Linked DNA regions of Zea mays: region 2 is linked to region 1. The links are chromatin contacts, called in public Hi-C maps. All regions are on one chromosome and are shown on one strand. The core of a region is the stretch at or near the end of the contact, and the rest is flanking DNA. Distances in the headings are between cores, read along the strand shown.

What was found. Hi-C and Micro-C count contacts between places; a contact is called where the count stands out from the background.
Region 2: a contact with region 1 is called in a Hi-C map of leaf mesophyll, with 2.0 times the contacts expected there. The contact joins the promoter of LOC100279237 here to the promoter of LOC100382159 in region 1. A contact is called at or near these places in 2 of 25 Hi-C or Micro-C datasets (leaf and leaf mesophyll).

Annotation. Positions count from the first base shown.
Region 1 is chr1:191,864,442-191,869,530 of Zm-B73-REFERENCE-NAM-5.0, reverse strand. LOC100382159 reads left to right here and starts at 3,391. Exons shown (of 8, transcript NM_001366774.1): 1 at 3,391-3,600.
Region 2 is chr1:192,227,464-192,232,831 of Zm-B73-REFERENCE-NAM-5.0, reverse strand. It overlaps LOC100279237 (Transcription factor bHLH130), which reads right to left and starts at 1,791. Exons shown (of 6, transcript NM_001329707.1): 1 at 1,424-1,791; 2 at 732-1,223; 3 at 1-454. The coding sequence starts at 1,185.

The DNA of each region.
Region 1 (5,089 bases), core at 2,142-4,641:
TAAATCTGATATGTTTTCGGGCTATTGGGTGGCCCGGCCCAACCTAGCCCACCGGGCTCATGGTACGGCACGACCCGATCTGGCAGCGATCGTGCCGGACCTGGGCCGAGGAGGCGGCACGGCGTGCTGGCCCGGCCCGGCACGAGGTAGTAACCGTGCCGTGCCCAGACCTGTCTTATCGGGTCGTGCCAGCAGCGGGCCCGTGCCGGGTCGGGCCGGGCGACCCGTTTGAACATCTATACCGATCCCCCTCCTTCAGTCTAGGCACTGTAGCGATGAGCTGTGTTGCTAGTTCATTTTGCCCCGGACAGAGAAAAAAAAAGTTCTGGCATTGGCGGTCGGTTAAAATGCAGACCTGAAATCCAATTTTACAGTGTTACGTCTTACATGTGATTAGAATGAATGCAATCTATTTCTGTGCTGGAACCATGTTTATTTCTAAGGATGTAATCTGCTCCAAACCCAGAGGTTTGTACAATGGATAATCAAATTTAGATGATGGTATGAAGTTTTCAACTCTCTGTCGACTATGGCCTTGGCTCTGGATGTAGGTGGAAGTTTGGATTGCGCTAGTTTGTGCCTGATGATGTGAACATGCTTGGTTGAAAATCAGTTTGTGTGAAGGATCTAATATATGGACATGTACCCGTCCCGTTGGATGGCTGGTCATGTGCTCTCCAAGTAACATGTACTAGAAACTGAAGGGTAGGTAGAACCATCAGTACGTTGCTGGTGGATGGTGTGGTGAGGTGAGGTGAGGTGGGTGGTTTGGGCGTGAAGTTTCTGTTGCAATGTACTAGGTGCATGTGCATATCCATGCAGCGGACGCCATGCCTGCGCTTGCTCACGGCCGGGCCTATGCAACTGAACTGAGTAGCGGCAGGCTGCTGTGGCTGTGAATGGTTCCAAGCGTCTAAACTGTGCTCCCTCTTCCGATCCAAAAAGCCTCGATCGTCGTCTTTGGCCCCGGACGACTAGGATAATTGAGATCTGAAAGCGGCCTCCCACCGGCCGTCAGCGGCGTAGCTAGGGCTGGGCATTCGGTCTATTAGGGTAATTCGGTTCGGTCTATTCGGGTTTTTGAAATTTCGGGTTATGAAAAATGAGAACCGAAATTTCCAAAATAATTTTAGGAACCGAACCCGAATAGACCCACAATTTCGGTTCGGTCTATTCGGTCCACCGAATAGACTCGAATAGTAGAGAGACTATTATCTTTTGTTAAAATATATACAATTTATAATTAATTGGAAGTACTATTATTACAATAAGTGACTATAAAAAATATCATACTGAGATATATATATTATTGTTAAGATGATATCATAATTTTTAGCTAATAAACTCATAAATCATATAATAATATCATCATATATTAAGAGGTTTTTTATATTTCGGGTTATTCGGTCTATTCGGGTTTTAAAGCTTAGGAACCGAACCCGAACCCATAACCCGAAATATAGCACATATAGGAACCGAACCCGAACCCGAAAACCCGAATAGACCGATAATTCGGTCTATTCGGGTTCGGGTTCGGTTCAGGTTCGGGTTTCGATTTTAAAATGCCCACCCCTAGGCGTAGCAGAGTGCAGACGACGACGATCTACCGTGGTGTGGGGTTTGTTGGCATGGCACACGAAGCACACAGAAATGGCGGGCCTGTCATACATCACGGTCGATTCTGAGCAGCACTGCCGGTGGCCCCCGGCTACCGGAGCTGGCCGGTGGCTTGTACCGCCACCGACAGCTTCTGCCGGTCGCATCCGGCTGGGCACTTTGCCACTTTGGTCGCGTCGCATCGGAGTCAGGTCACCCCCTCTCTCTCTCTCTCTCTGTAATGTGTATACATATTAATATATATATAAATAAAACAAAAGATGCTTGGAGAAGAAAAGGGGACGGGTCGCTTTTTTATTCCGTCTTGTTTTCTTGTTTTTTTTCTCTCTCCCAATCTGCACGGCAGCAGCACCGCACAAGTGAGAATATGGCCTTGCATCTTTCGGCGACATGATTGGGGCTGGCGATCTCTCCAGGTTCTTGATAGAGGAGGGGGTGACTGCCGATGGAGCACGCACATTTGGTGCACGAGGACGAGGGTAGAGCATGCATAGCATGGAGCCATGGATTGAGTTGAGTGATGATAACAGTAGTGTGCTATCATATATACACCTAGGGAGGGAGACAGGGGCCATGCCAATTGGCATGTGGAGGCCGGAGACGCCATGCCGAGTGATTGGAGGGAACGAATGTCTTCTGCTGCCGCTTGTGCTATGACTGGCTGTGCATCAACCGAACATTACAATTTTTTTTTTTTTACTCGCGTGAACAAAAAAGGTTAAAAGGGGTCCGTGATCTACATCCAGACCAGCTGGTGCATGGCGATGTGTGTTTGGACTTTGGAGGAAGGATCCACGAAGAAAGTGCTTGTCCCTCCCCCGACTGGAAGCGGGAATAAAGCCTCAATGGAACATTTAAAAGAGGAGGGGGATCAGAGCAGAGGTGGTGACAAATTAAAGGAGGCCGCTGATATTGACGAAGGACGGCTTCTTTGTTCCTTTGTGGTTTTATTGATTATCACGTAGTCATCGTATCTAGATTGGTTTTTTTAAAAAAATACCGTACGTCCAGTAAGACGGAGGGGTAATGAGCTGTAGATTTTTATATAATAAAAATCAGATCTGATTACAAACGGACTATATTTCTATTTGTTTTTTAACTAAAATTAATTAAAGACTCAAACAAATGGTGAAGTAACATTTAATCTATTACCACCCCTCGAACGTGGAGAGAGGATGGTTTTGCGATGGGTTTTATGGGTCGGGTTTTGCTTTGTAGTTTCTATTGTCAGGTACAAATTACCGTTACAAACCAAAAGGGAACGCATCCTGTGTTCATAGAGCTCTTGTACTCATATGAACACTTTAAATCTGATGCATTTATTTCTCATCTAGGAGGTGAGGGCAGCAGTGGCACACAGAAGAGACAGTCAACGCGGCACAACAAGGGTGGCACACAGAAGAAACTAAGAAATGTTTATTCACACTTGATAAGAAATGAAGGTACAAGATTTAAAGTGCTCATATGAGCACAAGAGCTCTATAAGCATATGATACGTTCCCAAACTAAAAAGAATGCATATATAGAAATGAATTTCGGACAATGCCAATCAAAAGGGTCAAACAAAAAAACAAACAAACAGGAAGGCCCACTTGCCGGCGTGCACCTCACCACGCGGTGACCGGATCCGGCCAATTCCCGAGCCCAAAAAGAAGAAAAGAAAAGCGCGCACACACATACACCCAGACAGCAGTAGACGCACACTCGCCTTCCTGACGTCGGTTGGATTTAAGCAGAGCGCAGAGGAGAGCAACCACTCGCCCGCTCGCCCACCACGATCTCCCTCCCCTCCGCACGCCGCACGGGGCGTTGCAGACCCCCAGCCAAAGGCAGGCCGCGACCCGGAGCACGCCGGCCGGTCGCGGGCGTCGTCGTCGCCTCCCGCGCCGCCGCCCTGCTGCTCGCTCCCGCATTGGATCGCGCTGCGGTTGGCGACTCGGTGTGGTCTGCTGCTGGTGACTGAAGCCGGCCCACGCGGAGACGGTGAGCCGCTGCTCTTCGCTTCTCGCCACTCCCTTGCCTTCTCTCTCTCTATCTCGTGTTATGTTATGTGTGGAGGAGCCTGGAGCCCTGCGCCGCGGAACGGAAGCTTCCGCCGGATCTCTCTCTCTCTCTCTCTCTCTCTCTCTCTCTCTCTCTCTCTCTCTCTCTCTCTCTGCTAGGCCGCGGATTACTAACGCCCGCTGGATTTGAACTTGTTTCTAAGCTTTCTCTGGCTTCGGCTCTCGATTCCGGGGAGCGGTTCTGTCTGCCGGGCCGGGACCTCCGCCGCTCCACCTGAGTTTGGGGCCTTTGTATGCTCCGTGACGGCAGCATTGTTCTGCTTGTCTACCAAGTTTTAATTTTGTTCCCCCCATTCATGAGATTTCGTGAGGGAATCGGGCAGGCGCGTGGGGACAGGATCACGCCTGGCGGGCGCTAGCTAGTCCGCGATCCGCATTTCTGAATCCCGGCGCCTAGCCGTTGTCATGGGCAGGCCAGGTGCGTCGGTGCTTGGTTACTGCTTCCGGATTCGTTGCCCTGCTATTCCCTTCTCCGGATCCGCTCCCGCACGACCGGCGAGGTGGTTGCGGATTTATTATTAGAGTTTCGTGGCGGCGGTTTGGTTGGATTGGTCCGCATTTATGAAGGAATGTTCTCCCCCTTTTAAGCTGTTCGTGTGCTCGGAGTATTGAATTGCCTGTTCCTGGCCACTACGGGAGGGAGGCCCTGGGCCAGGCGGCCAGCCTACCCCCGCTCTGGGTTTTGTGATTGGCCATTTCCGGCAGCTGTTACCGTTTCTTGATTTGTGTCATGGAGTGGGGAAAAGGTTTTTGGTTCGCGAGTGGCTCCTGATGCATGTTTGGCAACCTTTCCATGATGCTGCTACTGTCTTTACCTTGAGTAGAGTGCAGTTCGGTGGTGCGTTTCCCTATTTATGTGGTAATTTAGTCGTTTTATAGTTCTCTCTAGGTAACCGTCTTGTACCGATTCTGATTGGTACTCGTGTTCAAGGTAAGCTTTTGAGTTGTCATGTCTGAGATAAGCTTTTGAGTTCAACGATCTTGCCATTCATTAACTACCACCAAATTTAGTAGGGCTGTTTGGATCACCAAAGTGCAGCTTAACCTTGATCAACTACCTAAAATAGATGGGATCCCAATAAAACTCTTTACCGGTCCTGTCCATTGGCAGTCGGCACTTTGATTTCAATTTCACATCACAGAGTTAGGTCCTGTTTGGAATTCACATCATAGAGTTCAGCTGGCCAAATTAGCTGGCTAAAGTTTAGCTGGGTTGGATCCATACAGGGCCCTAAAGGTTCTAATGGAAGCGAGAGCAAGCTTGATCTGAGTTCAGATAGGTTACCTTCACGATTAATAACCACACTTTTAATGTGTGCATTTCACTTCTTTACTTTTTAGTGTGCCCATCGCCAATCTTCTTAACTGATTGGGTTGGAAGTTGGTCACATTTTTATTTAATGAAGGTT
Region 2 (5,368 bases), core at 542-3,041, 360 kb before region 1:
CACCCGCGCTTGGCGCGGACCTTGCAGGGCACGGCGTCCTGGAACTGGAGGAACTTCTCGATGGCGGCCACCTCCGACGACGACGTCTTGGGGAGGCTGAACTGGTGCGCCAGCCCGCCGCCGTGCTCCAACGAGTCCCGCGGGCGTTTATTCGTCGCGGGCAGGCTGTCCGGCAAGAGCGCCGACGACGAGTCGTCCCACCCGCCGGAGCTCATCGGGTACCCCGGCATGTAGGCGGCGTCCCCGCCGCCGCCAGCGTCGGGGCTGCTCGCTCCGACGACATCCTCCTGGCTGTCCATCTCCGAGATCTGGGACATGAGCGACCCCTGCCGCGACGAGAAGCTCAGCTGGCCCCCGAGCCTGCCGCTACCGCCGCCGCCGCCCGCGAGGGAGTCACTGGCACCACCGTCCTGGAACCCCATGCCCATGCTCGCCCTCAGCATCGCCCCGTACCCTGGACGAAGGAATCGGGCAAAACAGCAACAGAGCATGCGGGCGGGTGGCCCTCCCTCCGTGTCAGTTCCGGAAATAGAAATGTTTCGGGGGAGGAGAGACTCCCTCCCCAGGCAAGAACTGCAATAATTGCTGCTGCCATCCATGACGGCTTCCGCGTCCAAGGAGCTGGACTGGGAGGCTGTGGAAGCAAGCCGGGAATGGCAACCGAGGCAGTACCAAATGGAGGCCGGATTTAAGGAGAGAGAGAGAGCGAGAGCGAGTGACGAGCAACCAACCGTTGTCCATGCCGAAATGGTCCAGGAACCCGGCGGGGGAGCTGCTCTGCCGAATCAGGCTGCTGGCGGCGCCGACGCCAGTGCCGCCCGCTTCCATGCCAGAGCTGACGGTGCGGTAGAGGCCGCCCCCGGACCTACCCGTCTCCTGCTGGTGCTGGGACTGGGACTGGGAGTGGAACATCATTTGCTCCTGCTGGTGGTGGGAGGCCATGTCGGCCGCACTCGGGAAGTGGGCAGGCGACGGCTTGTCGTCCCGGATGTGGTGGTCGGGCAGGAACCTTGAGAAGACGTTGTCGGCGGCGCTCGGAGCGGCGGCAGGGAGCTGGAGCTGGTCCTCGCAGAGGCCGCCGAGCACCGCGCTGGGCGCCGATCTGTAGCGTAGCAGCCCGGACGAGGCCATCGGCGGCGGCTGCGCCGGGAGGTTGAGGTCCTTGGACACCGGCGAGCCGTACATCGGCTCGATCGCCTGGCCTGGCAGCTTCAGCTCAGATCCTGCGCCAAGAAAAAGTATACCAATTTTTCGGTAACCAGCTCTGTGAGGATGAGGACCATGAACAGGCAGGCACAGGCAGAGGCAGTGCGTGTCTTTTTAAGCAAACATGATGGAACATCACTTGGTGTTGCTCATCCCCCAGCTAGAGAAAGAAGCTCCTCCCCGGTCCTTGGCCGTGGAGACGGCATGAACAGCGTACCTAATCCGAGCCCCGGGGTGGTGGGGGTGATAACGCTAGCTGCAGAAGCTGTCGGCGGTGATTCGAGGAGGAAGGCGCCGCACGCGCGCAGTGGTCCACCCTCCTGCTTCACTTTCCCTCCCTCCCTCCCTCCTTAGCGCGCACGGCACGAGGCGGTCGAGGCAGGCGGAGGGAACGGCGGCGTGGGAGCGACGGCAAGATGGAGACAGGGACGGGCGGCGTGGCTCCCGTGTGCTCGATAAATAGCAGCGCGCGCCCCGCCGCTAGCTCTCCGCTCGTCGACCGGGAAGAGAGAGAGAGAGAGAGAGAGGTGTGGGGGCCGGAAAGGCGACGCGATGTGCCCGCGCTGACGGATTTGCCCCTCGGCGCTCCCTCGCCGTAGAGAAGCTCTGGTCTCCGCTGCGTGGAGTGAACTCACATGTCAAGCTGTTGGCTGGAGAAATGATTGGGCCTGTGGAAATTACTGCAGGAAAGAAGGGAAATTACTGCGGGGATCTTTTTTGTTCCCAGCGGGTATGGCTTTGCAACCCGAACACAGAAGGGGGGGCTTAATCGGGTTGTTTAGACTGCTACATATACAATTTATAGAGACAAAAACAGTTTATAAATAGTAAAAGCCGGTGCGAAAGTCGGTATGTTATTAAAGACAAACGATCAGGTTTAGGGTTCATAGGCCCCGCCGCAGGCATTTGCCACCTGTGTAGTATGTTTGTTGGCTCTGTGTGTGCCTGTGCCGGTGCCGCGGAGCAGAGAGGATAGGGAGGGCCAAGCAAGCAGGCTGCGTGGCCGTCCGTGACCATTCGTCCATTCTAAGCAACGCGGCGCAGTCTGTTTCCGGCAGCAAGCAAAGGTTGTTTTTTCTTTCCTTGCCATGCATGCTTGAGCCACGCTATCCGGAACCGGAACCGGAACCGGTACCGGGGGGAAAAGTGGGGGGAGGGGAAAAAGGCACGCACGGATGGATACGGAGGAATGGAGGATCGACCCGAGAGCGAGGCCGGGTGGGGTGGGATGGGATGGGATTCTGGCCTGAGCGGCATGCGGCAGGCCCCCGATGCCTTTTACGGAATCGCTGCTGCCGCCCGTGCCGGGGCTGCCTTTCCTGCTGCTCGTGCAGGCCGGAGAGACGAGAGGCTGGGATTGGCGCACGCAACACGCGTCCCTCTCCCTCTCACCTTCGCCCGTCACACACAGACGGAGCGAGACATGAGACACGTCTTTTCTCGCCTTCCTTTTTTCCGTGTGCGTGCGACAGTGCTTGCTTGGTTCCACGCTCTATGTTATATATATATATATATATATATATATATATATATATATATATATATATATATATATATATATATATATATATCCAGTCGTTGACGCTTCTCCGATCCGTTTTCCCTGGTACGTCGTACGTGCCGATCCGATCCGATCACAGTGCGCGACGAACGAACGAACAAAAAAAAATCAGCCAATCGTCCTCTGCGATCCGGCCTAGGTGATAGACTATGTTCGCGATTTTTTTTTTAAAAAAAATTGCGCGATGGTCAGTAGTACTCGGTACTATGCGCGGGTGATACTCGGAATAAACAAAGAAAGCCAGCTTGGCTTGGGGGTGGGTTGTTGGGTTGGCTACTAATCAGGAGAAACACGAGCCGGTGGCCAATCAGAGAGAGACACGTACATATCGATCCATAGAAAACGGACGCCGGACGTACTCTAGCCACGTAGGTGGAAAAAAAATGGACGCGGACAGTTAGTTCGGACGCAACCCACAGGCCACAGCCAGAATCATGGACACAAACCAAAACTTGACATTCGAAAAAAAAAGACGGAAAGTCAGGAAAAAGACGCAGGCGAAACCCGGGCGCGGATGATTCGTATATTTAACCTGACACAGCAGGAAAATCACTCCGATACGAGGTGCAGATAGATATCAAAGAATCCTAATTCTAATTCAAAATAAGTGTACGAGTTTATACTCTCTGCACAGTATTATTGGACGATCTTATCCGACTCGGTCGGAGAACAACCAAGCCAAATCGGCACTTGTGACCTCTTTTCAATGGTGTTTAAAAAATAGTGGGCTAAGTTATTTATCCCAAGTTTTTTTCCCAGCAGCTATAACATGATATATCCGGATATAGCTGTAGCTAAATGATTTAGCGGGTTTTTCAGAAAAAAAAATAAAATATCTGCCCTAAATAAGTGAGAAATGATCGTTCCACGGCAAAACATGCCATGACTTAATGAGATAGAGTGCCTTTCATTGTATCAACATTTACCAAGATACCAAGCAAATACAATGTTCAAACGTTCATGTACAATTAATAATGTTTGGTACTTCAGTAGTACACAGATAAATACATAGATCAAATAATAGCGGCTAAATGTTACATGTGTCTAGCTGTTTTAGCGAGATAATAGCGGCTAAATGTTACATGTAAATAGTGATTGTATTATCAACAGTCTTCTCCGACAGCTATATATATATCCGGATATATCGGTCGCTATAGTCAGCTATTTTAATCATCGCTCTTCTCTCCAGACCACACCGCATATAAATAAATAGGAAAAATGTCCGCCACACAAACAAACGCTTATCGTACCTCGTCGCCCACGTATCCGATCTAATCCCCACGCGGTCAGCGAAGGAACTGTCACCGTCCTGTTCTACTGGAGTCGTACGTGTGGTCGCGGACTTCGACCTCCACGTGTTGACCTCCTAAAAAAATGCAAAGGTACACTTTCTTGTTCTATGGTTTCTAGTTGCTAGGTTTACGAGCTAACTCTAAGTCCCTAACCCGGTATCCGTAAATACTTAAACCCTAACCCCCGAGATCTCCAAAATTTCCAAACCTAACTCTGTCGCTAGCATTAATAGTACAAATCATGTCTTTTCTACGTGCACCTCCCTTGCTTGTCGATCAATCGCTAAGGGGCACCATTGAGATTAGTGTTTCACGAGGTCGGTACCATTAGCGGTTGAACCTGCAGCTCGATCGATACCAGTTGCCGCCGGTTTAAGCCGCCTCAGTCATAGTGCGCGGCTATATGTCCACAGGTAGGGCTAGAGATGTCAATGGAGAATTCTCCACCGGGTTATAGCATCTCATACTCATCCCTATCATGTTTGATCCATCCTCATCCCCATCCCCATACCCATCATGGGTACAAAACTTATCCCATACCCATCCCCATTCGGGTTTCGGGTCCCCAATGGGTCCCCATCCCCAATTAAGGGATAACTAGGTACTAACATGTAGCAAATGCAATCTAGATTTCAGACATCACTACATCGACAAGCACTCATCCATGAACCATGATTCATTCATCCATCCATCAGAAAAGACATAAGTACTTCGAGACCGATAGAAGAAATGGAGAAATGGAGTTTTCTCACCTTCCTTGGTCACCATCTGAGTTCGTTGGCGCCTGAGAATCCATGGTCGTCACCGTCGTCTGGGCAGGGCATAGCATATGGCTGGTTATTTTAGGGTTTTATTTTTTACTAGTCTGCTAGTTGCCTTGTTGGGCTAGGACATAGGGCCTGTTGTGTTGTCGTGCTGGGCTTGGTGGTCGGCTCGGCCTCAACTCATTCATACAAACACGACAGGTGTACACGTATAAAATACCCATGGGTAATCGGGTTCGGATTATTGCTTCTCAAACCCATACCCGTTTACCAAATGGGTAGAGATTTTGTCCCATATCCATACCCATGGGGACAATTTTTTTCTCATACCCGTACCCTAATAGGGGAATTCCCCACGGGTTGGCGGGTATCGGGTCCCCATTGACATCTCTAGGTAGGGCTGAAATGTTATGATTCATCGTCGATAGGACGATAACTACTATTATTGCCTGGCTGCTACGTACGTGTTTTTTTTGGTAGCAAAAGAAAAAGGGAAGGATAAAACAACGGAACGTCTCGCCCTAGCAACTCATTTTTCCTCTGTA